Regions from separate parts of the Mus musculus genome. Here regions 2, 3, 4 and 5 are each linked to region 1. Evidence: chromatin contacts called from public ChIA-PET, Hi-C, Micro-C and promoter capture Hi-C data. All regions are on one chromosome and are shown on one strand. The core of a region is the stretch at or near the end of the contact, and the rest is flanking DNA. Distances in the headings are between cores, read along the strand shown. Region 1 holds the start of Lyl1 (lymphoblastomic leukemia 1). Region 2 has its middle 7.5 kb from the start of Adgre5. Region 3 holds the start of Asf1b (anti-silencing function 1B histone chaperone). Region 4 holds the start of 1700067K01Rik (RIKEN cDNA 1700067K01 gene). Region 5 holds the start of Podnl1 (podocan-like 1).

Region 1 (5,215 bases), core at 1,310-3,809:
TCGGGCGGGTGGGTGGGCAGCAGCTTCCTGAGCTCTGCGAAGGCGCCGTTAACGTGCTGCTGCCGCCAGCGCTCACGGCTGTTGGTGAACACTCGCCGAGCCACCTTCTGGGGTTGGTGCCCTGAGGACCCAAGGGATAGCATCAGCGTAGAGGACAGAGGGCGCCCACTGCTGTCCTCACTGAACACCACTAGCACCCACGTGGGGCTTGAACCCAGACTGTGGGCTGTGTAGACATCGGAACTGCTGAGTCTGATTAAGCCTTGATGACAGCGATGTGATCCCTTGAGAGGTCCATGCTGTGGTTTCATTCCTAGCAAGTGTATTTCTGGGTTCTCAAAGGTCCTGTTCTTGCCGGCTGTGGGCCTGAGGGTGACTGGTGACCTATCTGATGGCTGTGGTTGTGTGGGATCATGCGATGTGGTTGTGGCTGTTGTATGTGTGGCTGGGGTTCTGAGGTTGACTGTGGTCTCATAGCTCTGTGTGATCCTAACCCAAGGTTGTCTCTCATGACTGTGTTCTCAAGGGTTGGGGAGTGTCATCTTGTGGCTGCCATATCCTATTGTGGCCATGTCTCTGGTTATAATGCTTGCTTGTTGGGGACTCACATAGCCCAGGTTGGCTTCTGAACTGGTTCTCCTGTGTCAGTCTGGATTACAGGGTAATCCCCCAAGCTAGGCTCCGTACTGTAGTCTTGCATTAGCTATCACTTGTGTGAGTTGTCCTGTGTTGGGGTGTATGTGAACTTCCCAAAATACTTCTTCCTGTGGCAGAGTACAGGCCAATCAGACATGAGCTGCAGGCACCCCACAAGTACACACCGAGACACAAACTCACCGTCAGCCAAGTCCAGCTCACTATGGCTTGGTCTGCGCTTCAGCCGGCTGTTAGGGAAGATGCTGAAGGGTCCTGCTGGCCCAATGTAGACACTGTAAGGGGTTGTGGGTCATGAACACTTTGTAGGCAAAGACCCTGGCCCCCAAACCTAAGCACTGCCCATAGTCCGAGCTGCCCACTGACCTGTTGAGGAAGGGGTGAGGGTGGTAATGTACAGCCAGGGTAGGTGGAGCTCTTCCCAAGGCAGTTAGCTGCAGCAAGGAGGGCCGAAAGGCACTGAGCTCTGTGGTGGGCATGGCTGCCCCTATGGGCCTGGTGTGTCCCAGGTTTATCACTGGCACGCCGGGAGGCAACCAGGGAGTGCACGTGTTTCGGTGGTCCACCTCCTCTGTAGAAAGGGGCCCAGGTGAGGCCGGCTTAGAGGGAGGGGCAGGTGCTGGGCTGGAGGCACATACCATCTCAGTTTTCTCAGTCATGGCGGAACCCACCTCTGCTCTGGCCTGGGGCGGGCACATGGACCCCACGGATAGAATGCTAACCTGTGGGAGAGAGTGAAGTTAAGGGGAAGGAAGGCCAAAGACCATCTTTCTCCCACCTGTTTAACCTGAGCTTTTCAATGTAAGAGCACCCTTAGGCGAGAAAGGGATTGGGGGTTCAATAATCAAAGGTAGAAAAGTGGTCCTAGAAACTGCTAGGACCTAAAAGGAGGGCCTCCTCCACAAGAGGGGAGCCTCCTCCACAAGAGGGGGTGTCTATCAGATACTAGGCAGCGTTGACCCTATGAATTGTTTGTAATGGGCATCTTCAGTCTCTGAACTAGTTCCCATCTTTCAGAATCTCTCCTACCTGCAGCTGGGAATAAGATAGGAATCTCCGGACTAACTCTAAGACCTCCTAAGTCTCCAAGAGTCACCCTCTGCCACCTCTCCATGGCTATTCCAGGGGCCTCTACCCTTGCTGAAAGTTCCTCTTACTGGCCCCCAACCCCATCAGCACCCTACTTACCACGTTTGCTGGGCTCTAAGGTCTGGGGTATCCTGCCAGTGTGTGACTTCCCACATTGCTGCCCTGTTTTCCCCAACTGAGGACATTTCAGTGCCTCCTCACTTCCAGTGAATGAATAAATAAATGAAGTAACAAACACCGAATACAGGCACAGACACTCCTTAATGTTTAAAGCGTCTTTCTTACCCTGTAGCAGTTTCCACAGCTTGGAGAACCCGGCTGTGTGGTCAGGTTTGTCAGTCCAGGTCAGGAGACAGTTTCCACTGTCCAGTTCGGCCGGTGTGCTCCAGGTAATCCCTCCCGTTGGGCCTCAGAGCTGGGCTGCGCCACCTCCCGGGCTCCGGAGGGCCTGAGTAGCTTCGGAGGCGTCGTGGTGGGTACCTCCAAGAGAAAGTGAGCTGCTCCTGGACCGACCCGCCCTTTCCCCCGCCCCCGACAGCCTGGCTTCCTCCCTCTTACCCGCTGGCGCAGAGGCCAGAGGATGCTGGGCCTGTGCAGATAAGGGTCTGGCTGCCTGGCCGCGGCTGATAAGAAGCAATGCTGACCCCGGAGGAAACCAGCGGGCAGGGATCACGGAGCGCGCACCTCCTGATCCACCCCGGCTAGTCACCCTTCGGGGTTTGCTGCTCCCACAGCACTGGAAGACCCCCCAACCCTCAGGAGCCCAGCGCCAAACGTGTGCAAAGGGGAAAGGTGGCAAGGCTGCCTCTGATGTCCTCTGAGGTTGGTCTAGCTTTGAACCCCACCCCCTATGCTGATGGGGGTGGAAGGGGCCCCTTTCCGGTCCTCTGAGGCCCCATGACCCATGAGCCTCAGCCTAGTTCCTCTTTTTTTACAGATCCCCCTGTGGACTGCACCCCCCCCCCCCACACACACACCCAGGAATAGGGCTCCGGAAGGAGACAATTCTGGTAATGTGGCCTTGCCGTGTCCTGACACCGAGGTGCAGGTGTCCCGAACCTGTGGCACTGCTAACGTATTTCCAAGCCCAGGCGGGTGAGATGAGTGTCAAAGCCATATCTGAGTTTCCCAGAAGTTGCTCCCAAGTTCCCCAAGATGCTACTCAGCCATACCACAACTAGGTGGTATCCCTCACTGCCAGGTATTCTGGAGTGATCTTCTGAATTCTGGAAACCTAGAGACTGGAGAGATGGCTTCGTGGCTAACAGCACATGTTGGTTTTGTAAAGGGCTCACACTTTGTTATGGCTCACAACCATAACTAACCCCAGTTCTTTTTTTTTTTTTTTTAAGATTTATTATATGTAAGTACACTGTCTTCAGACACTCCAGAAGAGGGCATCAGATTTTGTTACAGATGGTTGTGGGCCACCATGTGGTTGCTGGGATTTGAACTCTGGACCTTCGGAAGAGCAACCGGCATTCTTAACCACTGAGCCATCTCGCCAGCCCCCCCCTAGCCCCAGTTCTAAGAAATGTGACATCTTAACTCTGAGGGCACCAGACTTGCACATGGTGCACATACATGCATGCAGGAAAAAGTCAAAGAAAAAAAATCCGTATAAAAGTTACAAAAATCCTGGGACCCCAGCTGTAAGCTCCAAAAGGGCCAGGCATGTTGATCCCAACAGTTGAATCTCTTGAGTTCAAGGCTAGCCTGGTCTAAATATTGAGTTTCAGTAGTCGGGTCTATGTAGAGACTCTGCCTCCTCCCAAAAAGGGGAGGGGGACTTCCAAGATGAGCTGAATCCCAGGCACTCCAGGAGGCTTGTCCCCTGTATCTGGTTAATTGTGGGCACACCCAGAGAGGGGCTCAGTGGCCATGCAGACTCATCAAAGTGCTTAAGCCAAAGACCCAGTTACCCACCCTAGTGACTCCTCTAGCACAGCTTGCTACAGTGGGCTTCACTTTCTGACTGATGGTGATGGGTGCATGTGCTGGGAGAGATTCTGCCCCAGGACTCTCCCCTAACATTAATAATCCTCTACTCTAGGGGGAGGGGAGAGAACGTCTCTTCATTGGGTGTCTCAGCAGCCGCCTGTGTTCTGAGAGCATACTCCTATTGAGGAGCAAGCAGGACAGGAAGCACCTGGTCTGGAGCGGATGCACAGAATGCCTGGTTCCGGTTTGGCTTCCGCCACTACACCAACTGCAGACAGCTGAGCCCAAGAAACCAGGCAATAGGATTGAGACTGCAGTGGGATTTGCGAGCACTGGGGAAGTGGAGGAAATGCCTGGATAGCTGGAAGAGGGGAGGCAGCCTGTTTGCAGATGCCGCCCTGTGGCCACCTGATGAACTGCTCTCCTGAGCAGCCAGAGCAGTTTCCATGTCAAAGAGACAAAGTTGCAGTAAGGCAGGAACAACCACTCCTCAGACGGGCAGAGTCCCCCATGCAGATGGCTTCCCAATTCAAAATGACAACCAGCAGGTTACATCTCTTTATTGTCTCAGTCTACACCTGGCCCAGGAATACCCCCAGCAGCAGCCTTTGGTCCAGGGGAGATCTTGGTGGTAGTCTCTGGACATTCTTCGATGGGGATATCACCAGAGGCCACAGGAGCTGCAGGACTGTGTGAATAACAGCACTGGTCCCCTAGTTGACAGGTACCCTGGTGGGAAAACAGGGTGTGAAGCCCCAGGCTGTGAGCACAGAGCTGGGTTTCTTTCCTCAGTCTCTGGCCCCAGCTGTGCCAGAGGCCCAACCTTGGTCCAGTTGCATGGAAGGTGGAAGGAGAGATCACCTCTTTGAATCGTTTGCAAGGAAATGTCTTAAGGCGAGCTGCACGCTGGGCCGGGTCCTCAGCTGGCTCCTTCCTCTTATTCTGTAGCAGCCTCCGCCTCCCTGCTAGATCTTCACTTGCTGCCTTGCCCCTGTGCAGAGAGGGGTGCTGGTACCCCACTTTGTCTTTGCCCAGCCCTGGAAAACCCTCACTTCTACAACATTACCACTCACCCTGGCCGGGCACGGGGCCGGGGACCCCAGTTGGCTTCTGGATTGGCCTGGAAGCGCTTAAGTCCTCGCTGGCGGGAGCTGGGGTTGGCGTCTTCCCGGATGTTGAAGTTGGCCTTCAGCCTGGACAAATGGGTGGAGGCTGGAGGCAGTGGCCATGCAGGGTGAACTCAGCCCCAGAACCTGCCCACCCTGAGGCAACACCACAGGTCTGCCAGGCTCAGAGTTCTTTCATTTATTCAGTAACCACTTGAATTTCCTAGTGAGTTTCTGGATCTGCTCCAGTGGAGCTGAGTTGGCAGCATGAGAGACAGACAAGCAAGAAGACAAATCAGAAATGACTAGGGCTAGGGGTGTGGCTCAGGTAGAGAGCTTGCCCAGTAATGCTTAAGGCTTTAGGGTCTATCCCCAGCACTATAAAGGAATAAAAATAATAAAATAGTGTTGTGTTAGGACATAAA
Region 2 (5,215 bases), core at 2,028-4,527, 950 kb after region 1:
TGACTTTGCCACGGGCTCCCAGAAAGCTCCTGTAGAACGAGGAGGAGGCAGGGATCTGCAAGTCACAGAGACACCAAGTGTCCCTGGTATCCAGCAGGGCTGCAAGAGCTTCCAGTTGCCTGTGCGCAGACCCACTCCCATCCTTGTCCACTGTCCCTCCTGCAGCCATCTGGCCCAGCCCCTCCCTCCCTCTAGTTCTTCTCTTAACAGCTTTATTGGCTCCTCCTCTTTCTTTTGTTTTATTTCAAAACAGGATTTCACTTAGTAACAGCCCCGCCCCACCCCCACCACCCCTCCCACCTCCCCCATCATTGTGTAGCTCAGGCTAGCCTTAAACTCACAGTGGTCCTCCTGTATCCTACGCAGCCTTTTCCGAGTGCTGTGATCGGGATATTACCCCCCCCCCTCAGCGCTCCATCCTTCTTAAAAAAGCAGAGAAAAGAACGAAAAATTGAGGCAAGTAAGATGGATCATGGGTAAAGGCGCTGGCTGCCAAGCCTAGTGACCAAAACTAAAGGCTTAAATTGGAGCCCACGTTTTGAAAAGAGAAAACAAATCCCACACAGGTAGAGTAAGTTGTCCTCTAACTTCCATACATGGGCCAAGATGTGTGCACCCCTCCCACACACACCACATACCCACAGAAAAGAATTGTTTTCTCACGACTGACTTGGTCTTGAAAGTAAGGTTAGCCTTGACCTCAGAGGTCGGCCTGCCTCTGTCTCCCAGCACTGGGAGTAAAGGCGTCTGTCACTACACCTGATGCAAAACAAAATCTTAATGTAAGTAAAGTAAGATGAGTCAAAAAAAAAAATTGTGCCAGGCACAAATTTTAGTCTTAGCACTTGGGAGGCAGAGAAAAGTAGAGCTCTGAGTTCAAGGCCAGCCTGGTCTACATAGAGAGTTCCAGGACAGCCAGGAATAATAACTATCTCAAGAAAAAGAAGTGTGTATATATATATATATATATATATATATATATATATATATTCACCTGTATGCACAAATGTATGTGTGCCAGAGTCCTGTGTCTTCTCCATATTCACGAGTGTGCATGAATGTATGTAAGCGTGAAGAAGCCCGAGGACTATGTCTTCATCAATCTTTCTCCTCTCCTACTATTCTTTTGTTGGAGCTGAGGACCAACCCCCAAACTCTGTAACCTGAGTTTTTGAGACAGTCACTCTCTGAGAACCTAGAGCTTGTCTCTTAGGCCAGACCAGCCAGGTATTGAGTCCCCTGCCTCCCCAGTGCTGAGATTACAGGCATGTGTAATCCCAGCACTGGGGAGGCAGGAGGCTCGCTACCTGGGGGCTATGCCTGGATTTCTACATGAGTTTGGGGGATTGAATTTGGGTCCTCAGGATTGTGTGACAAGCACTTTATTGACAGAGCCACGTTCCCACCCCAACCTTTGCTTCTGCTTCTCCCTAAAGCTTCCTTCCTTTATTTATTTATTTATTTATTTATTTATTTATTTATTTATTTATTTATTTATTTATTTATTTATAGGTTTTGTTTCTGGTTTTCACCATGTAACCCAAGCTGACCTCAAGTTTGTTTTTTTTTTTAAGGTTCTATATTTTATTACTGGACAAACACCCTGATTTAAGACCTGAGCAAGTCTCCAGGTTAAAAATGTTGAACTCCATCTGGTAGGACTGGTTGATGACCACTACTCGGTATAAGCCCTCAGTCTTGCTGTTGTGTGAAGCCTTACAGACCCAGCTTCGTTCTCCTCCAGGGTCTTCTCTTAGAGTTGAACCTGACTTTGTTACCAGTTTTCATCCGGATCCACCAAGGAACAGGATGCTTTGGCTTTTGTTCTTTGGCCAGGAATCGCTTGATTCTGAAAGTCTTGTGAGAAGACGTGGCGAGAAGCCAAATCAGGCGTAATGCGTGCACATGATGGCGGAGGAAAAGAGAAGAGAAAAATGACCTCAAGTTTTTAATCCTGCCTTAAGCTCCCCTAGAAAGGGGATTTTAGGTGCACTTCACTCCTCCTGGTTCTTGTTCCCTGTCTGCGGTGATGTAGATACAACCCACAGCCTCTGGAATTAGCCCCTCAGCTTTTAAAGTACATAAAAGGAATACATCATGGAGACCCAGCCATCTTGCCGTCTTCCCTTTTCCACAACTATATAACATTCCAAAGTACTTTACACAGTACTGCTGAGGCAGGGTTAAAGTCACAATCACAACTGTGCTCACAGTGATCAACAGTCACTCACAGAGCCAAGGCTGCTACCTACACTTAGCCACTCAGCCCAAGTGAGGCTCCGGGTTCCATGTGAGCCCAGAACAGAAGGAAGAGGGGAAGGAAGCCCTCAGCCTTGAATTCTCCCACCCTGCCCCAAATCTTGGTGATCAATGGTCTCTGGATGGGGTGCAGCTGGCTGTGAAGAGCCTTCTCTGCAGGGCTTCCTGTGGAACTGTGTGGCAGCAGCTGCTTATATTTGGTCTATTTATAACCCCAACCCCCACTCCTGCCCGGGTCCCCAGCTGTTGCCACCAGTGAGCTAAGAGGCCCATGAGAAAGGGGAAGTGTGTTGCTAGGTGCTAGGCTTGTTTGGGGTTCGGGGATGCCCCTGCAGCTTCATTTCTTAGAAGAAGAGAACATTTAAGTCATGTCCCTTTTCCCATGTTGGTGGAAGGAGGTGGGTATGAGACCCAGAGTCCTAAAGGGGGCACTCCCCCAAAACTAGATTGTCTCTCCCAGCGTTATCACCCCAAGTGCCTTTCCATATATGTGGAAGTGACTTTGACTGCAGCTTACCCCTTTCCTGCCCCTCCTATGCCCTCCCCTTCATTCCTCCCTCCTCTGCCCCCCTTCCCCCCTCCCCCATAGACTCTCCTTACATAGCCTGGCTATCCTTGAACTCAGGATCTTCCTACCTGAGCCTCCCAAGTTCTGAGTGGGAAACAGGCCTCCCCCACCACCCCGGCTTTTTACTCTGCTGCTACACACATCCCTCGCCAACCTCTCCTACTTCCCCAGGGATGAGTCCCCAGGGCTCCAGCCCCAGGGGACTGTCAGGCCGGGTGACCTTAGGGACAATGATAACTCAGGTGGCAGGTGTGTTTCCCTTCACTCTACTAAAGGCCCGGGGCTCCAAATAGCCTAACTTCTATATTTAGGCATTGTCGCAGCACTGTCAATGACTATAAATACAGTTGCTGCGTTGACTGCCGACACACGCAGGCAGACTGGGATTCATTAGACAGGGTGAGGAGGAGACTGCTGCGGCTAGGAGGAGTCTGCAGCTGTGAGGCGCCAGACTTGGGGGAACCCCGGGTGCTGGGGACTGTAGGAGGAAGAGCATGCTTCCCGCCCTCTTCCCTCTCCTGTGGGGCTTCCTGGCTCTGTGACAGCTGTCCATGCTCACAATTGCGCGGCCGCCCTGCTGGAGCCCAGGGCTCGCTCATCCGCGCGGAGCTGCCCGGCCCCTTCCTCTGCCATTGTCTCCAGTCGGTGGCATCCTGTTATGGTCCCTCCGCCCGGGATCCTATCGACCCCTGCCCTGCCCAGGCTTGTACATGTGCTGTTTTGTTGGACCTGCTCTGGTGAGGTATCAAGGTCCCAGCCTGCTCGCCATACCTCAAAGGCAGCTGCTGGTCTTTGCGGTCACAGCGATGCCGGTGCAACAGGGTCACTCCCTCACGTTCCCAATGAGCTCCACTCACAGATGGCGACATTAAGGCCCAAAGAAATATCACTTCCCCCAAAAGGGCAGAACTTTGCCTAGTCCCTCATATCGGGTAGATCGGAGTGCTTTGTGCCACCAAACTAGTCATTAAACTCTTGCGTGCCTCAGTTCCCCTATCTGTCAAGTGGAAAGAATACCGCCTGCCTCCTGGAGCTACTGGGAGGATGAATATGTTCCAGAGTTGAATCGCTATGAAAGCCTACAAAGAAATAGCAATGTCTGTCGGTCTAGTCAGAAAACAACAACAACAACAACAAAACAAAACAAAAAAACCTGGATTTTGGGTTCCGTCTCCAACAGTTCAGGAAAAAGTGAGATGTACAGTAGCTATCAGGAACTATAACAGTTGTAATAATTATAATATGAAAAGGAGACTGTATGGCTCAGCACTGGCTGCTGGAGCTTACGACTTTAATTCCAACACGCAGGAGGCAGAGGTGGCAGATCTCTGAATTGAGGCCAGTATGGTTTACAGAATAAGTTCTAGGACAGCCAATCTTTTTTTGTTTTTGTTTTTGTTTTCCTCGAGACAGGGTTTCTCTGTATAGCCCTGGCTGTCCTGGAACTCACTTTGTAGATCAGGCTGGCCTCGAACTCAGAAATCTGCCTGCCTCTGCCTCCCGAGTGCTGGGACTAAAGGCGTGCGCCACCACGCCCAGCTTTAGGACAGCCATTCTTACACAGAACCCTGTTTCCAAAAATAAAACAAGCAAACTATAGTTCTCTTGGTTGCTCTTGCAGAGGACATGAGTTCAAACCCCAGCATTCACCAGGGACCCAGCACTCTCTTCTGGTCCCCTTGGGCACCTGCATAGACATGCATATGCTCACACAGGGACACACACAAGTAAACACAAAAGAAATTAATTAAAATAAGATTTTATTAGGAGTTAAGAAAAAGATAGGAGCTGGCGAGATGGCTCGGCTACTCTTCTGGCTTCCATTCCCAGCACCTTTGTGGGGGTGGCTCACAATCTTCTGTAACTCCAGTTCCAAGTGGCCTCTGTGGCCATCAGACACACAGTGGTGCATATACATATATGCAAACACCCATACACATAACACTTAAAAAAATGTATGAGGTCCCGAGTTCAATTCCCAGCAACCACTTGGGGACTCATAACCATCCATACTGGGATTTGATGCCCTCTTCTGGCATGCAGGTGCACACGTAGATAGAGCACTCATATACATAAAATAAAATAAATACATTTTTAAAAAAGAATGTGCCAAATATGGTAGAATATCTGTAATCCTGCACTCTAGAGGCTGACACAAATTATCACGGGTTCAAGACCAGCTTGGGCTACAAGGCCAGATTCCAACTTTAAAGAAAGAGATGACAAAAATCCTGCCTGAGGACTGACAGCTGAGAGGGGTCAGACATAAGAACAACATAACCCGATAGACTTTATGGTGGACAGATGATAGTACTGTGGAGAAAAGAGAAGATGCCCGGTTCTGGGAGAGAAGCAGAGTTCGGCAGATCTCAGGGCTTGATGTCTAAC
Region 3 (5,215 bases), core at 1,331-3,830, 750 kb after region 1:
CAAGCAGATCTTTGACTTCAAGGCCCTCCTAGTCTACAGAGTAAGTTCTAGATCAGCCAGAACTATATAGTGAGACCCTGTTTCAAAGAACAAAAAGAAAAGGAAAGAAAACCCCATTACTGAAGAGAATAAGATGGTGGATCCCTGGCTTACTAGACAGCCAGACTACCAGTATTGTAGCTCCAGGCTTTACAGAGACACTGTCTTTTAAGTAGGACAAGGCTAGAGAGACAGCCCATGGTTAAGAGCATTGGCTGCTCTTCTAGAGGCCAGGTAAGATTCCTAACACCTCCATGGAGACTCACAAGCCTGTAACTCAAGTTCTAGAATACCCAACTCCTTCTGAACTATGTGGCTATCAGGCACTCAAGTGGTGGCATAAATACATGTAGACAAAACATACACACAAAAAATAAAATAAAATAAAAATAAAAAGGTGGCCAGGCAGTGGTGGCGCACACCTTTAATCCCAGCACTTGGGAGGCAGAGACAGGCGGATTTCTGAGTTCGAGGCCAGCCTGGTCTACAAAGTGAGTCCCAGGACAGCCAAGACTATACAGAGAAACCCTGTCTGGAAAAAACAAAAAACAAAAAACAAAACAAAACAAAACAAAAAAAGGTGGACAGCAATTGAGAAAGACCACTTGCAGTTTCTCTGGCCCACACCCACAAATTAAACTAAAAAAAAAAATAAATAAATAAAAACAATCTGGACTCAGAACTCAGAGACAAACTTCAATGATAATGCTTCTACTACTATCTGGCTGACTTGGAAAAATCACCCTGCTCCTATTAAAACATGACCAACAGGCTGACTCTAGCCTCGCTGTTCTGGTTCTATAAATAAGGAATAAAAGTAATACTAGGCAATGACCATGCAACCATTTTTAAATGCAAGGAGCACAAACAGACTGATTGAAACCTGATCTCTCAGCATCTGGGAACTGTGAATCCCTTAATCTATCAGCTCCTTATATCTCCTCTTGGCTTCCAAATAAATCGTATTCCACACTGTTACTCTACCTTTTATTTATTTATTTACACCCTGCCTTGTTCCAGTAAGGATTTAACCCAGCTTATTCTATAGTTAGTCATAAGTAGATTCATTTAAACTTAAGGGGTAAGAAACTAGGGAGAGGCTGAGCCACTGACCCACCCCAAGCACACACATAGCAGCTCCAAGTGAACAGGAGTGGCTGGCCTTAACTGAATACCACCAACAGCCACCAAGAGGCACTAGTTGCCACAGCCTAGGCTCTCAGAGCTCCACCTCCTCAGCTGCTACATCCTTTCAACACTCAGTAGAGAAATGGTCTCGTGGAGTGTTGAAAGCAGGTCCTCTGAAAACAGGACTTGCCTTTTGCTGGGGAGCTGAGAATCCAAAGTGACTTCACAGTTTACATGTTCATGGATTTATTTGAAAGTCTTTTGCTCTTTATGGCTCTTGTTCTCTCATCTGTGTGATGAGAGCCATGTCCACCTTTATGTCCCACAGATGAATTAAGTCATTCTGTGAAAGATCCACAAAAGCCCGTGGCCTCCCAGTTGATGGAAGTTGGATCCCATCCCTGTTTGGTCAGTCCACCCACTCCCCAGACAAGGTCAGCCCATCAAAAGGGATGAGGGGTTCCTTGCACTGAGTTAGCTGGCAGCTAGTAGAAATCTCAGAAACTGGAAGAGGCCTGCCTGGCTGTGGCACCCCTCACCTCAGGACATTCACCCAGACCAGGAGCTGGGGAGACCAAGTTACCTACAAAGCCTGGAGTCAGAAGCCCCCATCTCTCCTCAGAGGGAGCTCAGACATAGGATCTGGGACTAACCTAAAGGAAGAAGGCTTATAGGCAACACCATGTTGTTACGGTTGGCAAGCAGGAGTTGTGGGGGACAAATCTGGAGTTGTCTGGGGAGGGGGTTTTTGGGAGCCATGGGGTGAAGAAGGTCTTGACATGGGCGGACAGGGCAACAGAAGAGTCTGGCTGCTTTGTAGGAAAAGATACCCACAAGGAAAAGGGGGGGGGACGGGACTGGAGGTTGGGATTCCATAGGACACGTGGATGGTTTCTTAGGAGGAAGGGCATCAACGCGGGGTCTAGCCATAGGGAAAAGGCGTGGCTGCGGGTCTCCAGGGAAAGCGTACAAGGACAAGCGGTGCAAGACGAAGGGTGACGAGGCCTCCACCAGACAATGTACACTGGACAGAGCCGGCTCCACCGAGAGACCGGAGCTGGGCCATGGAGGCGTATCTAATGGGAGATCTAGTTGGCCCCGGGAGATTGGGGGTGGCGAAACCCCGAGGGCAGGAGGGTCTGGGGTCCCCGGCTCAGGCCCGGCCTCACCGTCAGACAGGGCCTCACTGCATTCGAAGCTGATCTCGAACCGGAAGGGGCTGTGGAAAGGGCTCGGGTTCTCCAGCACAGCCACATTCAGCACCGACACCTTGGCCATCACCGCGCCCGGGAGCCGCAGCTGCTGTGGAGACTTCTTCACAGTGACTTGCGACAGAGAAGAAGGGGGGGACGACAGGACGGAAACCTCCCTGCGTCTCCCAACTCTTCCCTCTGAAGCGCTCCTCCGCTCAGCGCGCTCCCTTCAAATAGCCGGCTCCGCCTTCCAGCCAATCGCCGCTAAGGACCGATGACGGCGCGAGCCATCAGCCAATCTCGAGGCGTCTTCAGGCGCGCGCCTGGACCCTCAGACCAATCAGAGAAGCTCCCTCTTCACGGGCCCCAGGAGGCGGAACGTTAATCTCTTAGCTTCGTAAAGGTCTATCGGGAACCAATCCCTGGAGTCTCCGACTGGAATAGCTCGCTCCGGGGTGGGCGGAGTTAGAGCGCGGAACTTCTCTTGTCCAATCCCAAGGGTTACCGCACCGGCATCCCCCGCCCCTCGTTCCGCTTTTCCGGTAGACGCACCTCACAGAGAGCAGCGCCACCAACGGCCGAACGGTGGCGCGCGACTCTCACTAAAACGCGCTGAGAAGACGGCACTCGCACTCGCAGTGATTGAGTATCGATCGTGGGCGTGGCCGTAAGCGGGTTTCTGAGACGTGATTGGCTATTATGGTGGGCGTGAGGAACGCCGGGCTGGAGAGCTGTGGAAATCGCACACCCTCACAGTGAAAAGCTTTAAGGAGGAGAGAGTGGCCTGGGCGGTTTAGGCGGCTGTCAGCAGGTGAGCGTTTCTGGGGACTACCCTGAGGGGTTCCTACCTTTGAAAATCATGGTCGAGGAGACTGTCGAGAAGGTTTAGATCACCCCTGAGACAAGATGGCGTAGCGATGAGAGGGGATACAGGATCGAGTCTCAGTCCGAAGGGAGTTCTGGTTCGTGGACAGACCAGGGTTTGAATCCTGCCTCTGCACTCTGTCTTTCAGCCCGGGCTCGGTGACGCACGCTTTTTATCCCAGCACACGGGAGGCAGAGGCAGGTGGACCTGTGAGTTCGAGGCCAGCCTGGTCTGCAGAGCAAGTTCTAGGACAGCCAGGGCTACACAGAGAAACCCTGATCCAAAACCAAACCAGTTAACTGCCGCTGTCTGTGAAACTTACCTTTTCTCCTTACTTTCTGGTTCTTTATACCCTGTCATAGCTTCTTACACAACCTTTACCAATCACATCTTTTAAAGGTTAAAACAAAATGGAAAGGTAGATGCGTGCCATTAATCTCAGGACTCAGAGGTAGGCAGACTTCTGTGGGCCAGCCTGATCTACACAGTGAGTTTGGGGAAGTAAGTAAATTAGTTTTCATACTTGGCCAATGCAAAAAGGCCAAGAAGCAATGAATATGATTTTTAATAGACACTTAACTAAATAGGACAAAAATAATCATTTCAAATATGACCATTCTAAAAACACCAATGAGCTATCCTGCACCTTTTTACTCATTGAGAAGTCTTTGGGATCCTGTATGTGTTTCACATTTCAAACAGGTCTGTAACCTAGCATGGGACTGTCCACTTTTATTTGAAAGAGGTATCTGACCTTTTATATTTCACAAAATTTATAGTTGAAAATGTAAGGGGCTGGTGAGATGGCTCAGCAGGTAAGAGCACCCGACTGCTCTTCTGAAGGTCCTGAGTTCAAATCCCAGCAACCACATGGTGGCTTACAACCATCTGTAACAAGATCTGACTCCCTCTTCTGGTGTGTCTGAAGACAGCTACAGTGTACTTACATATAATAAATAAATAAATATTAAAAAAAAAAAGAAAATGTAAGCCAGTAATTTCAGCACTTAGGAGGCAGGTTAGGAGTTCAAGGCCATTCTTGTGAGATGAGGAATTTGAGGGCTAGAGAAGTGGTTCAGTGCTTTAAGAGTATACTGCTCTTGCAGAGGACCTGACTTCCAACCCGCTCTAGCTTCAAAGGATCTGATACCGTCCTCTGGTCTCTGTAAGCATCTGCACTCATATTGTTTAAGTATATAATATTTAAGAATATATATTCTTAGCTGGGCGTGGTGGTGCACGCCTTTAATCCCAGCACTCGGGAGGCAGAGGCAGGCAGATTTCTGAGTTCGAGGCCAGCCTGGTCTACAAAGTGAGTTCCAGGACAGCCAAGGCTATACAGAGAAACCCTGTCTCGAAAAACCAAAAAAAAAAAAAAAAAAAAAAGAATATATATCCTTATTATTTAAGGATTTTTATTTTAATGCTGGAACAATTATTCAGCAATTAAGAGGCAGGCAGATCTCTGTGAGTTTGAGACCAGCCTTGTCTACAGATTGAGTTCCAGGACAGCCAGACAACATAGAGAGACACTGTCTTGAAACAACAACAACAACAAAAACAATAAAACAAAACCCAAACAAGAAACCCCAGAGGACCCAAGTTTGGTTTCCAGCCTACAGGTGGCATGGCAACTCACAATCGTCTATAGATAGCTTCAGCTCCAGGGGATCCAAAACTCTCTTCTTACCATTGATTACACTAGGCAGTCATGTGCTGTGCATACATATAGCCAAGCAAAACAATAGTACATAAAAATAAATGAATCTTTAGAAAAACAGCTGGGTGTAGTGGCACACTCCTTTAATCTCAGCATTCAAGAGGCAGAAGCAGAAAGATCTCTGTGAGTTTGAGAACTCCTGACATTCCAGGACAACCAGCTATACACAGTGCCCCCACCCCAAAAGAACAAAAAAGGAAAAAGAAACTATGGGTTCATGTACTTCAATCCCAACTGTTCCCAAGTATGGTGGTTCAAATGAGAATGGCT
Region 4 (5,215 bases), core at 778-3,277, 700 kb after region 1:
GGACTCACTAATCCACATGGGAGTCTGCTCCTTGGCTGCTGGCCTCTGTGGTGGTTTCCAGGTTCCAGCGCATCTTCTTATAGAGGTATCTTGGGAAGTGACTGGCAGTATAGGCAGCTGGTGTGCAGTATCGGAAGATGGACACGTCGTGGGAGGGGCTGATGGAGAACCTCCCGCAGAAAAAGCAGGAGATGCTAGCGGGAGATAGGAGGATGGACAGCAAGCTGGGCCCTGGACCCCATCCCCCCACAGCCCCGTTTCCTGCCCACTTACCTCAAAGGGTTGGTTTCCTCCAGGTCCACGAACCCAAAGGAGGCATACATGAGAACTAACTGTTCCAAGCGCAGTGTTAGCTGCTGGGAGATCTCCAGCAACTGCATGGAAGGTGGGACTTCATGACCTCAGGCAGTCAGCCAGAAGCAACCCTCTTACCCCTAGGCAGAGTCTAAAGGTGAAAGGGGCCTGGAAAGAGAGCTACTATACACACCCCCTTCCGGACCAACTCCTGCAGGGCTCCATAGATGGGAGGGACACTCCTTGCTGCAGCCTCAAGGTATAAGAAGTATGGTTCACACATTGTTAAGAAGGTGGGCATGGCCTTGGCTAGCTGTTCCTTCTGTACTCGGTCCCTGCTGAAGGGAGAAAGGGGCCTTCATGTGGCATCTCTCCCCTTTCATCTCTAGGTGCCCCTCCTCCACCTGTATCCCGGGCTGAACCCTGATGAAATTTTCTCAGTGCTGTGAGCATGTGCATAGCATGCGCCAGAGTCCTGGGTTCCAATACCCCCAAATTAAACATTTTTTAAAAAGGGGGGCTGGGAGCTGAAGTAGGTGTGAGAGGCTGGAGCTCAGCATAGGAAAAGCTTCCCCAAGAGAAAGACCCCCCCCCCAAATGCCAAGTCTTTCTCCGTTGTCTTTCAGAACCACCTGCATCTGTCCTTTGAAACATTTGTTAAAGTGTGGGCACCTGGGCAGGGAGCACAACTCTGTGGCAGACAGAATGCTTGCCTGAGTTCCACCCCCAGTGTGTTTGGGGGTATATACAACCAAGTTCTCTCAAAACTGTAGAGCGAAGCTCGCTCAGAAAGCCTCCCGAAGACATCCCAGCCCTTTCCACTTGTCAGGACACTGCATTTTTCCTTGGGAGTGGAGGGTGGCCTCTCATACCAGAAGTTCTCTGACTAGAGTTGATGCAGATGGAACCTGGTTACCTGAATTAAACAGGGTTTTAAAAAGCTAAGAGAGCGTTTCAAATTTGGTAGGGAAGATGAGGAAGGAGGCTCACCAACCAGAACGGAATGAGACCTTCTCTCAAGAAGAAAAATATGGGCCCAATCAACCAACCAACCAACCAAAATCAAAGTTCTAGAGAAAAAAAGAAAAAATATTTTGCTACCCTAAAGGCCTATACATTGCCTGCTTCTGCCTCTCAATTCTTCACAGCCCTTGGTGCACTAGTAAAATGTATTCCTAATTAGCTAGACTCGTATACTGTATCTCTGGGCCCTGAGTTCAGTTTTTGGCCTTTGTGGGCTGCACAGCCTGTCCTCCTGTTCCTGGGACCTCGGCCTTTGTGCAGGGTCACCTGTAGAGCAAGTAGCTTTGAAAGTCATCCGCCTTCCTGAGCAGGTAACGGAGCTGGTCAGTGATGGGGCTGAACATAGAGTCCAGCGGGAGGCGAGCAGGGGCCGGCCCGAGCTCCGCTGCCAGTGGCTCCCGGGAGGACGTGGAGGCTGGAGCTTCCATCATGGGCTGTGCCCGCTGGGGCTCCTGCTCCGCTGAAGTCTCGGGTCTCCCGGCGGGCGACCACGAAGGGTCTCCATAGGGCGGCGGCCCGGGTCCCAGTTCCTCCGAAGGCGGTGCTTCTCCGGGGCCTAGGGCCAGCGACCCCGTGAACCAGGGTTCGGCAGCCATCCGCGTCCACAGTAGGCTCCTCCAGCTCCTGCGGCGTCCCGGGAGCGCACACACCTGGGGCCGACCGGCTTGGGCAGTGAGCGCAGCCGCACTCAGCCCGGCCTCGACGTCTCTGCCGGCGCCGCCCCGCGGGGCTTTCGCCTCTTTTGAATTTCAGCACGCGGAGGGCGCGCAGCCTGGGCCTGCACTGCGCACGGAGCTCGGCGGGCACCTGGCGCGCGGGGTGCTGCCAAGGGCGGAGCCCCAGACCTGCCTCGTGTTTGCGGTGCGCAGCTAGGCGCCTTTTCTCTTCCCAGGCAATTGACTGGACTGGATGGGGGTTGTGACGGTTACCCAGAGGCCTAGGCTACACCCCAGCAGGTGACCCCAAGATCTCTTAACTGATGGAGCTGGGATCTGCTTTTGACCTTCCTAAGGCCTAGTGATACAGCGGTTACTTATACAATAAAAATCCTCAGATGGGTGATCTTATCCCATCGTCTTTTTAGTTCCAGTATGCCCGCACTGGTCCCAGAACACTTGTAGGTTGGATTCCTTGCTACGTGCAAAGACTGACTGGTATTTAAGTACAGGCTAGGAAGCCAAATATATTACAAGGCTGGAAGTACGCAGCAACAGGTGTCACACTGTCCTGTGTGACCCTCAATTTGACTTTGTCAAGCCAGCTGCCCTGTCTATAAAATGAGTTTTATGACGTCTGCTTCACCAAACTACAGAGGTGACAACAAAACGCTCAGCAAGTGTGCAGTTAACTGTTAGTCACTCAACAAACACTTGAGCAGGTGGTTCTGGAATGAGATGGCAGAAGACAAAGGAACTATTCCAGTCCTAGACTGATTTTGTCATTGTTGAGACAGGACTGAGTGCCTGTAGCCCAAGCTGCCTTTTAACTATGTAGGTAAGTCTAGTCTCGAACTCCTGATCCGACTTCCCTCTCTGAAGTGTGAAGATAACAGGTGTGCCACCAAGCCCAGCCACAAAAACCGTCTCTTTTTGTGGTGGTGGAGATAGAACCGAGACGTTCTATCTGTATACTTGGTGAGCCCATTGAGTAGTGGGCTGAGGGAAGCCGTAGCTATTCTGCCTCACCACATTACTGTCTTAATGTTAAACTCTTCAAGGAGGCTTTTAGCACCTTCTTCCTCCATACAGAAAATGAACTTTTTTTTTTAAAGTTTTATTTAAAAAACCTTCGGTGCAATATTAAAAAGCAATACAGCCAGGTGGTACAATAGTAGACAGACAGAAAGGGAAGGACAAGAGGACCCAAGGTCCCTTACCTCACCTGTTCCCCAGAGGCTGGGGGTCAAGGGGGAGGACACGGGGGTGGTGGGACGAGGAAAAAACCACCACCAGGATGAATAGGCAGAACAAAACACATATAAGATACATCTGGCTGAACTGAAGAGGGGTTTGGGGCCACAGGAAGCTCCCGTTTTTTTGTTTTTCAAAAATGTCCTGGTCTGGGGAGAAAGGGTGACCCCAGGTAAATGAGCCAACCAAGTCCTCCAACCCCATACTCCACTGCTGTGGAGAGGGGTGAACTAAGGTCAGGGGTGTGAGAAAAGGGGGAGAATGGAGAAGGGCACCCCCTCCCTGGAGTCTGTTAGGAAGGTTGAGTGTACCCATGCCCAGCTCCTGGACTATGGAGCCGCCCTGGGTGCAGTCTGGACTGGTTGGGGTGGGGACATGGCTGGGTGCTCAGCCTAGAAGGCCATCAGGATCATCATCCTCAAAGTGGCCTTGCTGAAGCACCTTGATGTGGTGCTCGTAGATCTTCAGGGCTGGGCCCAGGCGAATGGATAGGCCAGTGAGCACATCTGTCCGTTGCATGAGCAACAAAGACTTGCCATCAATTTCCTGGGCAGGACAGAAACGGGCAGGGTCAGTGAACACCCGTGAGGCCCTCTGTGCGTACACACACCTGTAGGCCCAGGCTGGGAACTCACCTGCTCTTGAAAAGCAGTGGCCTGCTCTGGGAAGCCCGCCTCAGTGAAGTATTCCACCACATCCATGACTGTCCACTCCACTGGGTCTGTCGGCTTCTCCTTGCGCCCGGGACTGCATCAGAATGGAGAGCAACAGTGACCTTGACACAGCTCTGATTGCCTAACACCCAGGTGCTAACCCCCAACGCTCCCAATGCCTCAACTTACGGACAGCCAAAAGGTGTCCCATCAGCCCCAGGTAGAGCTGGTTTTCCTGGAGGCAAAGGCACCGGAGATGGAGAATCTGGAGCTGCTCCAACACAAGCTGGGAAAGGAAAAGCAGAGGGCAGTCAGGCTAGGGATCACAGCTCCCTGCTCAGCACTGCCCCAATCCAGAGGGGGCCTTACCTGATCCCCCTTCTTTATTCACAGCTGTCATCGGGAACACCTGCCGTGTGCAGCTGCCAGGTGCTGGTCCCCGTCCTTCATCCTGGCCCTGGTAGGGTCCACAGGGCGACCACTCCTTGACCCTCTCCTTAGCACTCTGAGGGCCCCGCTCTCCATTAATCTGATGGTGCTGAGCACCTGCGGGGCGGTCACTCTCGGGCACTTCTGAGCCCTCAGATACATTGTCCTCCTCCTCCTCCTCCTCGTCTTCATCCTCATCTTCCTCTTCTTTCTCAAACACCCGTTCTTCTCCACCTCTCTGGGGCCAGAGAAAGAAGCAGGCAGAGTTAGAGCTCTTCTAGTCCCAGATGAAATCCAGTGTCCGACGCCACCTTTGACAACAACACGGAGTAACTTTTACGCTGTGCTGTCGTTTCCGTGCCAGGTTCTGGGTTAATAAAGCCCTCAATAGCCAAGTCTTACTAAACTCGTTCAACTACCCCCAGGGGTCGCTACTGTCAGCAATCCACGTTTACAGCCGAGGAAACTGAGGCTCCCGCAGATCAGATCACTGACCAAGACCACCGCGTTCGGAGTCCACGGGGACCGTGGGCGAATCCCGGCCACCTGACGTCCCGCTCCCTCCCGGGACTCTGGTCCCCGCCAACTTCGCCCGCACCTGCCCGGTGCGCTCACCTTGCTCCGCGCCGCGCGTGCGCTAGCGGCCGGCGGCGCCCGTCCCGGCCTGTCTCCGCGGGGTAGCGCGAGCGCTCCCAGGCGGGTGCGCTCCAGACGGCCTCGCGCCGCTTCCTCTTCCAGCAGCCCCTGCACGCGGCCGCGAGTGAGGCGGCCGCTGGCGCCGCCACTGCCCCCGAGGTAGCGCACGACTTCCCGCAGGCTCACGGGCCGCGCCGGGCCGCCCGCCCGCGCCGCGCCCCCCTCCGGCGGCGGCTGTGGCTGCGGCGGTGGCGGCTGCTGCTGCTGTGG
Region 5 (5,215 bases), core at 1,425-3,924, 580 kb after region 1:
GAAAGACTTAAGGTGGTAATAACCTCCGAGCCGTGGAAGGTGTTAGGTGGCAACCCGGTGTTCCTCAGTCTGTTGTTGTGGAGGTACACAGACCTGAGGAGAGCAGGGCTGCAGCCAGCAGCCTACGCATGTGCACACCACCCTCCCCCATGCTGTTGCCCCTCAACTCCAGCTGGGGTCACCAACAGCTCCTGTTTGAGAGTAAAAGACGTGTGGGTGTGTGCATTTATGCATGTATGTGCGTGTGTGAGTGCATCAACACAAGTGCATAGATGCGTGTGTGTTTGTGTGTCTGACTGTTTAAGTAGGTGGCATCTGTCCTAGTCCTGACTTTTGATAAGTCTACACGTTTGATAAGAGGATCTCTCTCACCACTCAGGTTCCTCCCCCCACCTCCACCCCAGTACACAGCCATAACTATAAACTCCCCACGCAGATGAAGCCCCTCTGATCCCATTTTAGGGACATAACACCCCCCTCCCAGACTGAGCTAATGCCTTGGACCCTCCAAAACTGATCTGAACCCTCTCTGACCCTGCCCTCCTCCCAGTACAGGGCAAGCCTCAGGATCCCCAGAACAGAGCCAGCCTTTTCTTACTCTCCCCACCCCCCCCCCACCCCCCCACTGCACAACTATGCCTCAGACCCTCCAAAACCAGGCTGCGCTGTGGTTCTCCTTTGGCAGGGCTGTGTACAGGATCCCCGGGACAGGCCTGGGAGCAGAATCCCGGAATCAAAGGCTGGGGGCGGAACAAGGGCTAAGGCTACCGGAGTGCAGGCTTCTCCCCAAAGGTGAGAGGAAAGATCTCCACCACTTCATTGGCAGCCAGATCGGCGACACGCAGGGAGCGTGGCAGGAACTGGGGCGCTACAGAAAGCTGCAAGGGTAACAGCAGTCTGGTCCTGGTGCCCGGTTTCCTGCCTCCCCAACCCCCACCCCCAGGTTGCGCTCGCCAGGTGACCCCAGCCAGGCTGTGACCTCTCAGGGATACAGGCTCACCTTGTTGTGGGCCACATAGAAGTTCTCTAGCTGGTTGAGGGACTCAAAGGCCTCATCAGGCAGGCCTGGGTGGGAGCACAGTGGGCAGTGGATGAGGGGACCAGCATTCTAGCAATCCCACTCTGAAGGCTAGGGACTAGCATAAATTCCTAGGCTCCCCCCCCCCAACCAAACCACCACATCCTGTCCTTACTCAAAAGCCACAGCCACCACCATCCCCCAACCCTCGAAATTCCACCGTACTCAGCAGTTGTGGAAACCCCCAAGAGCTGGCCACAACTGGCAAACAGCGGATGTGGAGAGGGGTTGGGACCTGGTTGTTCCCAGCTTGAGGCCCTCACCCTCAGAGGTGATGAGGTTGCTATGCAGGTCCAGGGTGCGCAAGCCGCTGAGGCGGGACAGCTCGTTGTAGGGGAGCTCCCGAAGCTGGTTGTTCTGTGGAATAAAGACAGTCACACCAAGGCCTGTCTCTTGCTCCTCAACTCAACCTGGAGGTGCAGCCCAGTGGCAGAACACTTGCTTAGCATCCACAAGGCAGGCCCTGGGTTCATCTCTAATATCTCCAGAGAGAACAGGAAGAGGAGGAGAAAAGAAGACATCCCATTCCGTGACCCCAAACAACCTTGAGGCTTGTGAGGCACTAAGCTCTTTACTGCACCACCCAGCAAACCACACGGTTACCCTGGGCCTGAAGCCACATGGGCTGCTGATTTTGAACCTGGTCTCTGACACTCCTCTAGCCTTCCCCAACACCCCATCCCCCAACAGAGGGCCTCACTCTGCAGTGAAGGATGGCCTCCTACTTGTGTCCTTAGTACTGGGGCCACTACAACAGACTCTGATCTCAGCCCCCAACACCCTTTTGCCCAAAACCATTCCAAAATACTCCTGTGACCTCCAACATCACAACTATTGACTAATTTTGTAGCCCTGGCTGTAAGTCTGTAGACCAGGCTGGCCTTGAACTCACAGAGATCTATCTGCCTTCCTCTGCATCCCCAGCGCTGGGATTAAAGGCGAATGCCACAACCATGCAGCTGAACTCAGTGTTTTGACCAAAACAACGTAAGTCCTAAGATTCTGACCCCAAACTCCACTCTCGGGACACACGATGCTTCTACCTCTGACATTGGCCTGGCTTAGCGGAACCAGAGCAAGGGCAGGTTCAGCTCTGCCATGTGGACCTCCCACATGAACCCTGCCCTATGCCTCCCTCTCAGATCCCCAGCCCTTACCTGCAAGGAGAGGTGCCTAGCAGCTCTGGTGATATTGTCTGGAAATATCCTCAGGTCCAGACCAGCACAGTCCACCGTGTCATCTCGGGGACAGGAGCAGCGCCAAGGACAGGGCCTCGGGAGGGGCTGTGAGCTGTCACCCAAGTGTGGGAAGGCAGGGTCCTCCGTGTGTGCTAACGACCACTTTAGCATCAGGAGCAGCAATAGCAGCTCTTGAGGCCTCTGGAGGAAAGCAAGGGGCCAGAAAGCCACCTGGTGAGGACCAGTGGGCAGAACCAGGCAGGGGATGGGCAGACCTGCCTTCAGACCCTCCCTGCCTAACTCACCATAGTCAGCCCTGCTGTGCCTCTCCCCAGCTTCTGTCCAGCACTCACGTCCTCCAGTGTCTGCTGTGACTACAATTGCCCTCCATCTCTCAGCACAGAGCGCGCACACACACACACATACACACACACACACACACACACACACACACACACACCCCGCGGGGCCTGAGAAGATGACTGTCCCTTTCCCCTCCCTGAAGAGGGCAGGCCGAGGGCTCATCTAGCCCATCCCTCATTCCCTGCCTGCTCCAATCACCCCAGCTCCACTTTCATAACCTCAGCCAGCCTGAGCCGAGCCACAGCCATGACGAATACTTGAGGAAAAGCTGAGAATCACCCTATCTGGTATTTGGTCTGACCACAGACAGGAATGGGGTGCCAGTGGATGGGGCAGGCGTTAGAGAGTCCCCAAGGAGATGAAGCCAGCCAGAAGGGCTCAAGGGAGGATTAGGCTTCTGTTCTCATGCCTGGCTGGCAGCCACTGCCCACTCCCCAGATAGTCATGGCTCTTGGAAGGAAATTAATGTAAGGGAGGCAGAGGCTGGTGGGTGTCCGTGAGAGCTGGGTGCTGGCCTGCCTGTCTGACCCTGGGCTATTTGCCTCAGCTTCCTTTTCCGCAACTGGTCATGGTTGTCTCACCTTCCAGGAACCTTGTAGAGTTCAGTAAGCTAATGCAACTGAGAGGACAGCATGTTGTAGGCACAGACCTGCAATCTCAGGGCTTAGGGAGACTGAGGCAGGAAGATACCGACGAAGCCAGTACTAGCTGCGTAAGAGCCTGTCTAAAAAACAAGCGACGTGTCAAATGTACATGAAAGAGGCCTCTTCCTCAAGGTCTGTCAACTCAAACACCTAGGGTGGGAGAGGTGGTTCAGTGGTTCAGAGCACTGGCTGCTCTCCCAAAGGACATGAGTTCAGTTCCCAGCGCTTATGGAATTGGGGATCCTGGGATTCAGGCAGGTAGCCCTGGCCTACAGGAAAGACAGCCAAGCTGGAGCGGAAGCCAGTCAGACAACAGGCACCAGTCAGACAGCAGGCATCAGTCAGACAGCAGGCACCAGTCAGACAGCAGGCACCAGTCAGACAGCAGGCACCAGTCAGACAGCAGGCACCAGTCAGACAGCAGGCACCAGTCAGACAGCAGGCACCAGTCAGACAGCAGGCACCAGTCAGACAGCAGGCACCAGTCAGACAGCAGGCACCAGTCAGACAGCAGGCACCAGTCAGACAGACAGCAGGCACCAGTCAGTCAGACAGCAGGCACCAGTCAGACAGCAGGCACCAGTCAGACAGCAGGCACCAGTCAGACAGCAGGCACCAGCAGACAGCAGGCACCAGTCAGACAGCAGGCACCAGTCAGACAGCAGGCACCAGTCAGACAGCAGGCACCAGTCAGACAGCAGGCACCAGTCAGACAGACAGCAGGCACCAGTCAGTCAGACAGCAGGCACCAGTCAGACAGCAGGCACCAGTCAGACAGCAGGCACCAGTCAGACAGCAGGCACCAGTCAGACAGCAGGCACCAGTCAGACAGCAGGCACCAGTCAGACAGCAGGCACCAGTCAGACAGACAGCAGGCACCAGTCAGTCAGACAGCAGGCACCAGTCAGACAGCAGGCACCAGTCAGACAGCAGGCACCAGTCAGACAGCAGGCACCAGCAGACAGCAGGCACCAGTCAGACAGCAGGCACCAGTCAGACAGCAGGCACCAGTCAGACAGCAGGCACCAGTCAGACAGCAGGCACCAGTCAGACAGCAGGCACCAGCAGACAGCAGGCACCAGTCAGACAGCAGGCACCAGTCAGACAGCAGGCACCAGTCAGACAGCAGGCACCAGTCAGACAGCAGGCACCAGTCAGACAGACAGCAGGCACCAGTCAGTCAGACAGCAGGCACCAGTCAGACAGCAGGCACCAGTCAGACAGCAGGCACCAGTCAGACAGCAGGCACCAGTCAGACAGCAGGCACCAGTCAGACAGCAGGCACCAGTCAGACAGACAGCAGGCACCAGTCAGACAGACAGCAGGCACCAGTCAGTCAGACAGCAGGCACCAGTCAGACAGCAGGCACCAGTCAGACAGCAGGCACCAGTCAGACAGCAGGCACCAGCAGACAGCAGGCACCAGTCAGACAGCAGGCACCAGTCAGACAGCAGGCACCAGTCAGACAGCAGGCACCAGTCAGACAGCAGGCACCAGTCAGACAGCAGGCACCAGTCAGACAGACAGCAGGCACCAGTCAGTCAGACAGCAGGCACCAGTCAGACAGCAGGCACCAGTCAGACAGCAGGCACCAGTCAGACAGCAGGCACCAGTCAGACAGCAGGCACCAGTCAGTCAGACAGCAGGCACCAGTCAGACAGCAGGCACCAGTCAGACAGCAGGTACCAGTCAGACAGCAGGTACCAGTCAGACAGCAGGCACCAGTCAGACAGCAGGTATCAGTCAGACAGCAGGCACCAGTCAGACAGCAGGCACTAGTCAGACAGCAGGCACCAGTCAGACAGCAGGACAGCGGGCAGCCTTCCTCGCCAGCTCCCGAGAAAGCCTCTGCTTGAGCTCCTGCCCCAACTTCCCTCAGCAGCAAATTATGAGCAGCCATGAAATGAACCTTATTCTACCTTCAGTTGCTTTGGTCAGCGTTTTCACCAAGA

Evidence for each region. A called contact is a pair of places that touch in the nucleus more often than the background predicts. ChIA-PET counts read pairs in DNA pulled down with a chosen protein or histone mark. Capture Hi-C pulls out chosen DNA fragments and counts their contacts.
Region 2: a contact with region 1 is called in a Hi-C map of B cells, with 8 read pairs. The contact joins the enhancer-like site here to the promoter of Lyl1 in region 1. A contact is called at or near these places in 1 of 39 promoter capture datasets (pre-B cells), 1 of 484 Hi-C or Micro-C datasets (B cells), 1 of 115 datasets of contacts at active chromatin or transcription factors (large pre-B cells) and 2 of 9 other capture datasets (adipose tissue and liver).
Region 3: a contact with region 1 is called in a promoter capture Hi-C map of adipose tissue. The contact joins the promoter of Asf1b here to the promoter of Lyl1 in region 1. A contact is called at or near these places in 1 of 39 promoter capture datasets (cranial neural crest) and 1 of 9 other capture datasets (adipose tissue).
Region 4: a contact with region 1 is called in a Micro-C map of embryonic stem cells, with 2.1 times the contacts expected there. The contact joins the promoter of 1700067K01Rik here to the promoter of Lyl1 in region 1. A contact is called at or near these places in 2 of 484 Hi-C or Micro-C datasets (the G1E-ER4 cell line and embryonic stem cells), 3 of 115 datasets of contacts at active chromatin or transcription factors (the SCID.adh cell line, bone marrow-derived macrophages and pancreatic cancer cells) and 3 of 9 other capture datasets (adipose tissue, liver and pancreatic islet).
Region 5: an RNA polymerase II ChIA-PET map of effector CD8 T cells shows a contact between it and region 1, with 16 read pairs. The contact joins the promoter of Podnl1 here to the promoter of Lyl1 in region 1. A contact is called at or near these places in 2 of 39 promoter capture datasets (cranial neural crest and second pharyngeal arch cranial neural crest), 1 of 115 datasets of contacts at active chromatin or transcription factors (effector CD8 T cells) and 2 of 9 other capture datasets (adipose tissue and pancreatic islet).

The regions. Positions count from the first base shown.
Region 1 is chr8:84,698,801-84,704,015 of GRCm38.p6, reverse strand. Lyl1 (lymphoblastomic leukemia 1) reads right to left here and starts at 2,559. Exons shown (of 4, transcript NM_008535.2): 1 at 2,029-2,559; 2 at 1,021-1,376; 3 at 838-929; 4 at 1-121. The coding sequence starts at 1,352. It overlaps Trmt1 (tRNA methyltransferase 1), which reads right to left. Exons shown (of 17, transcript NM_001164559.1): 15 at 4,758-4,877; 16 at 4,546-4,675; 17 at 4,208-4,413. The coding sequence ends at 4,252.
Region 2 is chr8:83,746,158-83,751,372 of GRCm38.p6, reverse strand. No RefSeq gene overlaps it. Among named protein-coding and RNA genes, the nearest start is that of Adgre5, 7.5 kb to the right of the region's middle. Within about 2 kb of position 3,277, at least 217 of the 459 cell types and tissues checked have an H3K27ac peak or open chromatin away from gene starts, as enhancers often do. A contact at or near this core is called in B cells, adipose tissue, liver and 1 more, where this site is marked.
Region 3 is chr8:83,953,059-83,958,273 of GRCm38.p6, reverse strand. Asf1b (anti-silencing function 1B histone chaperone) reads right to left here and starts at 2,580. Exons shown (of 4, transcript NM_024184.2): 1 at 2,337-2,580. The coding sequence starts at 2,445. It overlaps Gm10644 (predicted gene 10644), which reads left to right and starts at 2,941. Exons shown (of 5, transcript NR_169070.1): 1 at 2,941-3,171.
Region 4 is chr8:83,998,275-84,003,489 of GRCm38.p6, reverse strand. It overlaps 1700067K01Rik (RIKEN cDNA 1700067K01 gene), which reads right to left and starts at 2,027. Exons shown (of 6, transcript NM_183097.3): 1 at 1,585-2,027; 2 at 488-629; 3 at 274-374; 4 at 9-194. The coding sequence starts at 1,913. It overlaps Samd1 (sterile alpha motif domain containing 1), which reads right to left. Exons shown (of 5, transcript NM_001081415.2): 1 at 4,925-5,215; 2 at 4,250-4,547; 3 at 4,070-4,166; 4 at 3,863-3,974; 5 at 3,075-3,773. The coding sequence ends at 3,615.
Region 5 is chr8:84,123,448-84,128,662 of GRCm38.p6, reverse strand. Podnl1 (podocan-like 1) reads right to left here and starts at 2,674. Exons shown (of 10, transcript NM_001013384.2): 1 at 2,562-2,674; 2 at 2,236-2,457; 3 at 1,342-1,435; 4 at 1,001-1,065; 5 at 769-878; 6 at 1-93. The coding sequence starts at 2,564.